2 separate regions of the Rattus norvegicus genome follow, and region 2 is linked to region 1. A link is a contact called in public HiChIP or PLAC-seq data. All regions are on one chromosome and are shown on one strand. Each heading gives the region's core, a stretch centred on a gene start, on an enhancer-like site or on the middle of the called end of the contact. The rest is flanking DNA. Distances are from core to core; before and after follow the strand shown. Region 1 holds the start of Mtdh (metadherin). Region 2 holds the start of Erich5 (glutamate-rich 5).

Evidence for each region. HiChIP or PLAC-seq counts read pairs in DNA pulled down with a chosen protein or histone mark.
Region 2: an H3K27ac HiChIP or PLAC-seq map of oligodendrocytes shows a contact between it and region 1, with 5 times the contacts expected there. The contact joins the promoter of Erich5 here to the promoter of Mtdh in region 1. A contact is called at or near these places in 1 of 12 Hi-C or Micro-C datasets (frontal cortex) and 1 of 1 datasets of contacts at active chromatin or transcription factors (oligodendrocytes).

What each region holds. Positions count from the first base shown.
Region 1 is chr7:67,190,268-67,195,509 of GRCr8, forward strand. Mtdh (metadherin) reads left to right here and starts at 2,393. Exons shown (of 12, transcript NM_133398.2): 1 at 2,393-3,083. The coding sequence starts at 2,706. It overlaps LOC134479891 (a long non-coding RNA gene), which reads right to left and starts at 2,247. Exons shown (of 2, transcript XR_010053749.1): 1 at 2,120-2,247.
Region 2 is chr7:67,535,664-67,540,905 of GRCr8, forward strand. Erich5 (glutamate-rich 5) reads left to right here and starts at 2,491. Exons shown (of 3, transcript XM_006241547.5): 1 at 2,491-5,242. It overlaps Rpl30 (ribosomal protein L30), which reads right to left and starts at 892. Exons shown (of 5, transcript NM_022699.4): 1 at 814-892; 2 at 654-706; 3 at 262-407. The coding sequence starts at 674.

The DNA of each region.
Region 1 (5,242 bases), core at 1,143-3,642:
AACGGTATATCAAAATAAATTCTTTCTTTCACACTTTGCTTCTGGTCATATTTTATCACAGCAATAGAAAGTGTTTGGATTTTTGCTTGTTTAAAATGGGGCTTGGCTACGAAGCCCAGAGTAGCCTGGAACTCCTGCCCCAGCCTTCTGACTACTGAATCAATCACAAACATGCACCACCACATCCAGGGATGAATGACTCGAATGGCTTCTTGGAAGCAGTTGATAAATAGTGCTAAACCAAAATATTTAAAGCAGATAACTTGAAGCTTTGGAAAACCTATGAAACAATCACCACAACAAAGAACATATTCACCTCTCCCATGTTTCCTTGGATCCCTTCTTAAGATCTTCCTCAAACTTCCTTGCTCCTACCCCATGTCCCTAAATAACCACTGATTTGCTATCACTGTAGATCAGTTTTCATTTTCTAATTATACCCAAATGGAATCATACACTGTACTTTTTGTCTGGCTTCTCTCTCTCAGCATTAACAGATACATTTATATCACTATATGTGTTTATAGTTCTTTCCTTTTTATCTGACTGGCAGTCCCTTGAATGAGTTACTCAGAAAAAGCACTCATTTCCAACCCTGAACTTCTCATAGAGGGTTTTAGGCATATTTTACATTTTATCTTTGTCATTCACCAGGAATTAGGACTTTGTCTACCTAGATCAGAACTATTATTTTATCACACACGCTGTTGTGTCTTGATTCTTTCAAAATACTGTTTCATTTAAATTTTAATCTAATCGTTGTGCTGTTGCAAGGAATAACCCTAACTTTCTGGAAGTATAATTATATTCTTACAAGTTTTGTTAACTTAACGAATGCAAACCAGTTGGGTGTGACCCCACTTTTTTGTTTTTAAAATATAAGTGCATGGTGGGATAAAGATACAGCTCAGTGGGAGAGTGCTTGCCTACAATGCTTAAGGATCTGGGTTCAATCCCCAGCATGACCACAAAAACAAAGTGCAGATGCATGTGCATACACAAAAAGGAGGGAGGAAGGGTGAGATAGGCTGACAAGTATGTCCCTGATACCAAATACAGCAAATTGAAAAAACACACACAAGATGACATGATCTTACTAAATCATTTACTTGCTAGACTATCAGAGGGACTACCATACTCACCTATGATTACTGCAATCCTCTAATTCATAAATCTGAGTGGGATAATCTAAATTGATCAGTAGAATTTCTCAGGAAACTATGACCAACACAAATAGGTGAGGTTATAAATCCTATTCCAAAACTATGAATGGAATTTGTTAATTTTTAGAGTTCATGAAGATCTCATTTTAAGGTTCTGGCCTTTATAATTTAGCCCTTAATTATAAGCGTGCAAAAAGCTTAGTAAGAGTAGTTTATTACTTATAAAACTCCAAGCCACCCATTAATCACAAAACTCATTACAATACTGATGGGTCAAAATACATGAATAGGTTTTTAGTTTGTATTTCAGTTGTTTACATGCTAATTATCACTTAATTATAGACACTGTTTCCTTACAGCAAAGGCAAAATACAAGTACTAAGGTAGTCCCCAAGCATTTGTATAATTAAGAACTGAAGAAGCGCCTCAGTTATTTTTGGTCCTGGGAATCAACGCCAGAGCCTTGCATATGTTCAGCAAGCATGTTCTGTTACTGAGCGACACTCCACAACCCACCTAGTTTCCCTCTATTGCTACATTTGACTGTTGGACAACACATGCACTCAAAAATTGCAACTTTTTGTGTCGTATAAAAGCGTAAAATAATATGCTTCTCTTGCATATAAATACAGTCTAATGGGCTTCCTCTCAATACTTCCTATTAAGGTTACAAATTAGTAGGAAAATAATAGTGCCTCCCACGGGTTTGCGGACTTTTTAATTCTGGAGCCTGACAACAGACAGCAGGAGTGAATGAGAGAACCGACGCAAACGCTGGCAAATGTTAATATGCTAGTCTGCCACGAAGAAATACTCAGATGTGAATTACACGTGCCCGTGGCCTCAGACTCCACAGAGCTCCCTCTGGAAGCATCCAACTGGCCCCTGACCTAGGGAGAAAAAGTCGGTCCACTGCACCATCACTGCAGGAAAGAGAGCGTAAAGCCAGCTCATACTCTGATAGATCTGACCGTCTTGCTCGCGCGCAGGCCTCGAACCGGAGCCCCTTCTGCACTCAGAGCGCCCGAGCCTGCAGAAGTTCCGCAGCCAGGCTTCTACTCCGGCTCCTCAAGCGGCGCGTGGCCCCAAGCCGCCAACAGCTCAAGGAGACCCCTCCAAGACCAAGTCTGCCCGGCCCCACCCATCGCACCCACGTGACCCATGCCACGCCCACAACCTCCACGTGACCCGGTCGGCCTCCGCGCGCAGCGTGGATCGCGGCCAGAGCCGCCATTGTTCCGCCGGGGGAGGACAGCGAGGCCTGGCGCTGGCGCCCCGACGCCACTTAGCGGCCGCCTCTGGAGACACTCTGTCCCCGCCGCCCCGTGTCCTCCTGGCGGCGGCGGCGTGAGGCCGACTGGAGGGAGTGGGAACCCTCGGCCCTCCCCGTGGCGGCGGCGGCCACCTATTCCCCACTCTGGAGTGAGGGGCGGCCGCGATGCGCTTGGCCTGAGGTGTCGCGGCCCTCGTCGCTTCCCACGACTGTTCCAGCGGCGTCTGTGCTCCCCGGCGTCATCCCGAGAGTCTCTGACGGGAGGGAAGATGGCTGCACGAAGCTGGCAGGACGAACTGGCTCAGCAGGCCGAGGAGGGCTCTGCCCGGCTGCGGGAGTTGCTCTCTGTCGGCCTAGGTTTTCTGCGCACGGAGTTGGGCCTCGACCTGGGGTTGGAGCCGAAGCGGTACCCGAGCTGGGTGATCCTGGTGGGCACCGGCGCTCTCGGGTTGCTGCTTCTCTTCCTCCTAGGTTACGGCTGGGCCGCTGCTTGCGCCGGCGCCCGCAAAAAGCGAAGGAGCCCGCCCCGCAAGCGGGAGGAGGTGACCCCGCCGACTCCGGCCCCCGAGGACCCAGCCCAACTGAAGAATCTCAGAAGCGAGGAGCAAAAGAAAAAGAACCGGAAGAAGCTGCCTGAAAAGCCCAAAGTGAGTAGTGGCGAGGAGCCCGGTGGTCAAGGGAGGTGAGAACACTAAAGCGAGAGCTCAGGACGAGGCGGTAGGTGAACACGTTCCTTGAGTAGGGGGAAGTCGGAAAGTATAAGAACCAGTAGGAAAGTCGAGTTTTTCTACAAGGAAATTAGATCCAGGGGTAGGTATAAATAAAAGTGCCCAAACTTAGAGCCATCATATGGGAACCTTGGCTTCCCCAAAAGCATATCCTTCTTAGAGGCCTATGGAAGTAGGCTGCATATGTGGAGGTTAATGGGACCGTACAGTGACGTTGGGAAGTTCTGAAAAGACTGTCTGGAAGAGAGAGATGTCTATCTCAAGTCACGTTGAGACCTGAAACCGCGGCTAGTGGAGGATATACGGTGACCTAAAAACTCTGGCTTAAAGGATTAAAGGTGTCCATATCAAGACATACTCATCTTAGTTGGAAATGTTAAAGGGAAAGGGTAACCCTGTCTTAGCTTGGTGAGTATGGCCATTGGATTGCTGGTACAGGATCTGGAGATCTAATACTCCTTCTGGATATAATGGCCCTGAGCAAAACATGAGGCAAGTTCAGCAAAGTAGTCTATAGTATAGTCCACAGGGTGGAAGGTTTTTGTTTTTAATAAAGTAAAAAGGGGTGACAAATTGGAATGCTGATGGTTGAGAGGTTTCAAACTGCAGTTTGCTGGACCACATGTGGAAATGCAAAAGTTATTCCATTTTTATTAGGCCTCAGTGTGATTAGGCCTGTAGCATTTTGTTATATGTTATTTGTTGGGGAGATCTTGTGCCATGGCAGGCGTGCAGAAGTCAGAGGAGAAACTTGTTGGAGTTGGTTCTCTCCTTCCACCACGTGGATCTTTAGGGTTGAAGTCCAGTACTCAGGCTTATTGGCAAGTGCTTTTACCCACTGAATTATTTTAGTAGCCTTTTTTGCATTTTTATGTAATATGAAAGATAAGTAATATTAGAAATATCCATTAATGTAGTATAGGTAGTATATGATTTAATCCTAGCACTCAGGAGGCAGGGACAGGTGGATCTCTTGAGTTTGAGACCATCCTGATCTACATAGTTTCAGTCTGCCAGGACTACATAGAGAAACCTTGTCTCCAAAAAGAAAAAGAAATACCTCCTATTTTTCTATCATTTTAATGTAACTCTTCACCTTTTCAGAACAATTCAGTAAGCCAGTACCAGGTTCTTACTATGAAGAGATGTGCTCTGGTATGTTTGATGGGCTTATAGGAATTAAAGTCAATCATGGCAGCTAGTGTGAGACTGTGTTCATAAAAACTGTGTTCATGGACCCGTAAGTGCTAAATACGGGTGTGAATGCAATGTTGGTGTGATTTAGAAGGTGGAAACTAATTACAGCTTGAAAAATTTAGGAAAGTTATTTCAGGAAGCTGGGATTCACATCAGAAAAGAATATTGTTAGTAATAATATAAAAAGAAGGCTGACAGCTCATATCATAAGCATTCATGTTTTGATTGCTGAGTGGAAAGTTAGAAGAGAGTAAACCTAGAAAGTTATCAGTATAATACTTCCTGAAGTTAGAAGAGGAAACAGCACACTGAGAACATGCATAAATAAAAGTTCTGTAGACAACATCAAGGGTTAAGTAATGTTTTAATGAAAATAGAACACTTGGCTTCAGAGTAAAGGTGATCTTGAAACAAACCACATGCCTGTGTGGATTGTGGCAGGTTATGAAATTTTCAGAGCCTCTTTAGGATGTTTAGAGTTTAAGATGGACCTGAGGAGAGAGACAGGTGCTCCAAGAGTCCATTTGAAGTGCATCATGACACAGATGACTCATTTGAAGGAAGAACACACTTGCTTCACTATAGAAAATGTACAACAGATAGGATTTGGCTCATCCTGCTTTTCATTTGTGTTAAGGAAGGGGAATGGGTAATAAGTAAATCCACTGAGATCTTTGAGGAGCTGGAATTGAAATTGGATCATTGAATTTGAATTGGGTGGAAAAATAACCATCTGCCAAATAGTATTAGAGAAGTTATGGTCCTGAAACTTTTTTTTTTTTATTAACTTGAGTATTTCTTATATACATTTCGAGTGTTATTCCCTTTCCCGGTTTCCAGGCAAACATTCCCCTCCCCCCTCCCCTTCCTTATGGGTGTTC
Region 2 (5,242 bases), core at 1,241-3,740, 350 kb after region 1:
ACGCACAGCAATGGAGTGTTAACACTTCAAATCTTGAAAGACGATCAAAAATAGGGATGTTCCAGATACGTGGGAAAAGCCACCGTGCTTCCCTGAACCTGCGTGTTATCATTTGTATGCGACCTGTTACACACTGTGTATTTACACTTACAGAAGAATACACACACAAATCAGGGTCCAAACATCAGAAAACAACCATCATTATTCTTCCCAATGCTGGAATCTACAATAAGCCACATACATTCATATTCCCTCCATTACCTCAAAGCTGGACAGTTGTTGGCGAGGATAACCAATTTCGCTTTGCCTTGTCTGATCATCTTCAGAGTCTGTTTGTACCCCAGCACGTACTTTCCACTTTTCATAACAAGTTGGAGCCGAGAGTTGATTGACTCCAGAGACTTTTTCTACAATGCAAACATTTGAGACTTGAAAACCACTCGCAGCCATCTCAAAACCAAACCCAGTTCCAAATTTCTGGAATTGAACACTTTAATGATGCCTGCGAAGTCACGTAGGGCCTCTCGGATTCACTTTGAAACCCTGAAACGTCAGCGGCATGCAATCCACCCAGTGTGCTCAGATCTATCCGCCCCGGCCCAGACCCAGCTCTCCACGTGAAGCGGCTTCCGGGCTCGGTCGGCTTCACTTACCGTCTTCTTTGCAGCCACCATCCTCTTGCCTTAGGTGCGGGACAAGCCCCAACCTAGAATACACAGAGGGCAGAAGTGAGGATTATGATACAGAGCGTCAAACACCAACTAGCGGAGCTCCCCGAGCCGCCTAGTCCTCTACCCAGCAGAGCTCACTCACCAAGATCAGACGCCAAGATGGCCGGGGAGCGAGAAAGGAAGGAGCTCCCACAATGCAAAGCTCTTCTAGGCGAACAGAGGATTATGGGACAGGAAGCGGAAGCAGAAGCCGAGCCTGTCACTAGCGGAAGGGCACTTGCTGGAGTGAGCTGTGGCAGTTGGTTGCTATGGGGATCTGGCTGGGCTGCTACGTGGCCTGGGCTGCGGCCTACGGTTCTCGGTTTGTGTTCTGCTGCTGTGGGCTGAAACCGCGGAGAACGGGAACTCTATAGGAGCTGGCGACGACGGCCGAGGGCGCCGTGTGTGAGGCGGCAGGGTCTGGGCTGGTCTCCGCCGGATGTGGCCTCGGGATGTTGTTCCGGGAAGACCACGGGACGCGGCGTTACCTTTGGAGGCAATTTCTGTCCACCTGCCGCTGATCTTCTTGCTTGCCGCTCGTAGGAGACACCCCCCGCACCCCCCAACACACATACATACATACACTTCCTGTGGCGGTTTTATTCCGTGTACTTGGGAGCCGACTTTGCACAGGGACCGCAATTAAAAAAAATAATCTAAACTCGGTGAGGTGGCTGAGCGGGTAAATGCGCTTGCCACTAAGCAGATGGATTGCGTTCCAAACCCACGTGGTGTAAGGGGAGCGCCAGGCTCAGCAGGTTCTCTGACCTGCGCTTGGATGCACACATAAGTATACAGAAGTAAACTGTCACAATACGAATACTTTTAAAATCACTTTGCTACGAAACTTGGGCCGTTGTATAAATGTAGTATTCGTGGGGAAAAAAAAAAAGAGAGAGACTGAAAGCCTCTATTTATGCACTCTAGCACCAACAAAAACCCCGGGTTGTTGAGATTGTTCAGTCAGTATAGTGCTTGCCTTGCAAGCATGAGGACCTGAATTCTATGCCTAAACCTCCCCGCCACACCCCACCCCCAAAAAGTCTGGCATGGTTGTGCAGGATCGTAATTCCATTTCTGGAACAGATCCCTGAGGCTAACGCCACCCAACCTAGCCTAACCTGTCAGCTCCAGGTCCCAGTGAGAGATCCTGTGAAAAATAATGTGGACAACTATCGAGTAAGCACACCAGAAATTGACCTGTGACCCCTGCCCAGCTGCACAAACACCCGCGCCACCAAACATATATAAGCATAAAAAAGTAAAACCAGGTTAGTAAGTAAGCTGTATGGTGTGCTACTTTGCCCTGGAGGTTAGGAGAGGGAAGAACAACCCTGCCTCCCCTTAATAAAAATAATTTTAAAAACATCCGTGAGCCATGCGGGTCCTAGTAACCTATGCCTTTAATCCCACCTTGGGCAGGCAATCTCTGTGAGTTGATCTTTTAAAAAAAGTCAGAAATTAAAACGTTTATTTTACCTAGCTAATACATACACTATGATATGAAATAGTAACGTTATTCTCAAATTTTTACAGCTAATGTATTACAGAAGTATGAATAGAACCAGGCCTGTAAATTAAGTAGTTTTACAAATGAAAGTTTATTCAACTGTTGTGGCCCATTTTGTTGTGAATTTGACCAAATGGTAGTGTTCAATTACCATACTATTTGCTTTAACATTTAGGCATAAAGTACTTAAGATGGTACAAATCTGGGCTGGAGAGATGGCTCAGCGGTTAAGAGCACTGACTGCTCTTCCAGAGGTCCTGAGTTCAATTCCCAGCAACCACATGGTGGCTTCCAACCATCTGTAATGGAATCCGATGCCCTCTTCTGGTGTGTCTGAGGACAGCTACAGTGTACCCACATACATGAAGTAAATCTTTTAAAAGGGGGGGGGGGGGGCGGGGGACAGGCTGTATCCCTTGTTAGAGCACAAACAGTTCTAACAATTTCATCTGGTAGTTGTTGAACTGGCCTGGCTGTCCAGCAGCTAAAATGACCATATTAACAGTTACTTGATGTTCATAGTGAGGCATGCCTCAGTGCTTGTGGAACGCATCCTTCATATTCTTGCCAGCCCACCTGCACATTAAGCATGCTGATAAATATGTTGGTAAGGAGGAACGATGAACTCAAGGAAACAGTCTCTGACTTGGTGAATAACCATTGTGCACTTGAGCATCCTAAGGGGGCAAGAGAGAATGGCAGCTACCCAGACCCCTCCCATCTGACAGACTACAACTTCGAGTTGAAAGCCAGCCAGAGTAATGCTTCCCCTTGTCTAATTCTACTTTATTTTGCCATTTCCTATCCAAGGTAGCATAAATTTGTATACCCATTGATACAAAGAGCCAAGCAATACTTCCTGTGTTTATTGTGAGGAGTGATGCTATTGGAAAGTGAAGTGCTATCTATGTACTTGGTCTTTAGGTTAGCACTCAGGAAGCAGAGGCAGATGGATCTCTGAGTTCAAGGCCAGCCTAGTCTACAAAGGGAGTTCCAAGATAGACAGGGCTCCTACACATACAAGCCCTGTTTTAGAAAATCAAAAAAGTAAAATAAGAAAAACCACAGTAGCAGTTCTGACCAGATAGAATTAAGCCAGTAATCTAATAAGACTAAGGGAGGTCAGGTGATTGTTGAGGTCAGTCAGGCAGAGGCATGCATTGTGTTGTCTGCAGGCTTATGTAGAAACAACAGAAAGAAGCCCAACTAAGTAGAAAAGCAGTTTATTTTGCAGTTCAACAAAAGGACGAGACCCAGGTCTGGACAGATTAGGCATGGGAGAAACAGCAGCATGTTTCTGGTTCAAAGCAACCTGCAAAGCACAGGACAGGACCTCAATCTTATCCTGGGTGGTACCATAATTGGGTGCTTCATTTACAACTCTACCACACTCCAGGTTTGCCTACTTCTGGGTAGCTACATGGAGAGACCAGTAAGTCATGTAGAAATTAACTTACTATCATCCTTGTGACATAATAAAGTAAGTTCTTTGGAAAGGAATGTGTTAGGCAGGTAGGGTGTCTTGTTTTCATTTTCTCTTTTCGACATCTCCTTGCTTAGCATCACCCCCCCACCTCCCCGAATAGCTGGGAATGTTGGGATGGGGTGGGGTGGTGTATTTACATCTAGCAAAAGATGTCTAATATCTTAAGGACAGGACCACTGATAAGTGATCCTGGTGAAGATGTCAATAGGAATAACAAGTCTGATCTAGCATCCATTTCAGTAAAAAAGTGTCTGCTCACCTAGGAATGCAGAAATGGTTTGGTGGGTAAAGTGATTGCCTCAAAAGCATGAGGACCGGACTTCAGATCCCTAAAATCCACATAAATTGGTTTCCACAGTGTATATGATCCCAACGCTCCTTCAACAAGATGAGAGGTAAAGAGATAGGAGGGTCCCTGGATGCTTGTGAGTCAACAGTGTCAAACAAAAGTCTCTATCAAAGTTGAAAGTGCAGGTCAACACTAGAGATTGTGCCAGCCACTCCTGACTTGGGTTTAATCCCAGCACTCAGAACGCAGAGGCAGGCAGATAGATCTCTGTATTCCAGGACAGCCTGGTCTATAGAGTTCCAGGATAGCTAGGGTTACACCCAGAAACCTCATCTCAGAAACAAAACAAAACTAACCTCCACATATACACCATATACAAACATGCGCGTACACACACACACACACACACACACACACACACACACTGATGTCCTAAAAGGCTGCTAGATCTCATCCGAGTATTGTTTCAGAGACTTCACATTTGTGGTCACCTTTGCTGGGAAGTTACACACTCAGCCAGGTAAACTCTGGGAAATGGAAGGACAAGTTGTTGAGCCCAAGTCTGGCTTCTGTCCCTGTTCCTACATTTATTTTATTCCTGTGCTGATTATGAAGCGATGAGCTGATTCCTGAAAAACAATATTCATTAAGTACCTGGTTGTTATTGTTTGCCTAATCACCAAGAGCCCCCTCTGAAGATGATAGAAGTCACCAAGGCTTAGTCAACAAATTATCACTGAGGGAACTTCAGGCAAATCCTAAATAAAATTGATTGATTAGGAAAATGGAGAACTTAATTGGATCCTAGTTTAGCATGAAATGTACAGTTTAGGGAATTTAAAGTCACATATTTACTTTTAGTTGATATATAAATTATATCTTACTGTAAAAAATTTAAAAGCCTTCACTAGCTAAATTAAAAATGGCTTTTGGGGGCTGGTGAGATGGCTCAGAGGTTAAGAGCACTGGCTGCTCTTCCAGAGGTCCTGAGTTCAATTCCCAGCACCCACATGGTGGCTCACAACCATCTATAGGGAGATTTGATGCCCTCTTCAGCCAGGCGGAATGTGCAACAGAGCACTCATACATTAAATAATTTTTTTTTATTTTTTAAAAAAGGCTTTTATGTGGCTGGAGAGATGGCTCAGAGGTTAAGAGCACTAGCTGTTTTTCCAGAAGTCTGGAGTTCAATTCCTAGCAATCATGGTGGCTCACCACCATCTGTGATGCCCTCTTCTGGTGTGTCT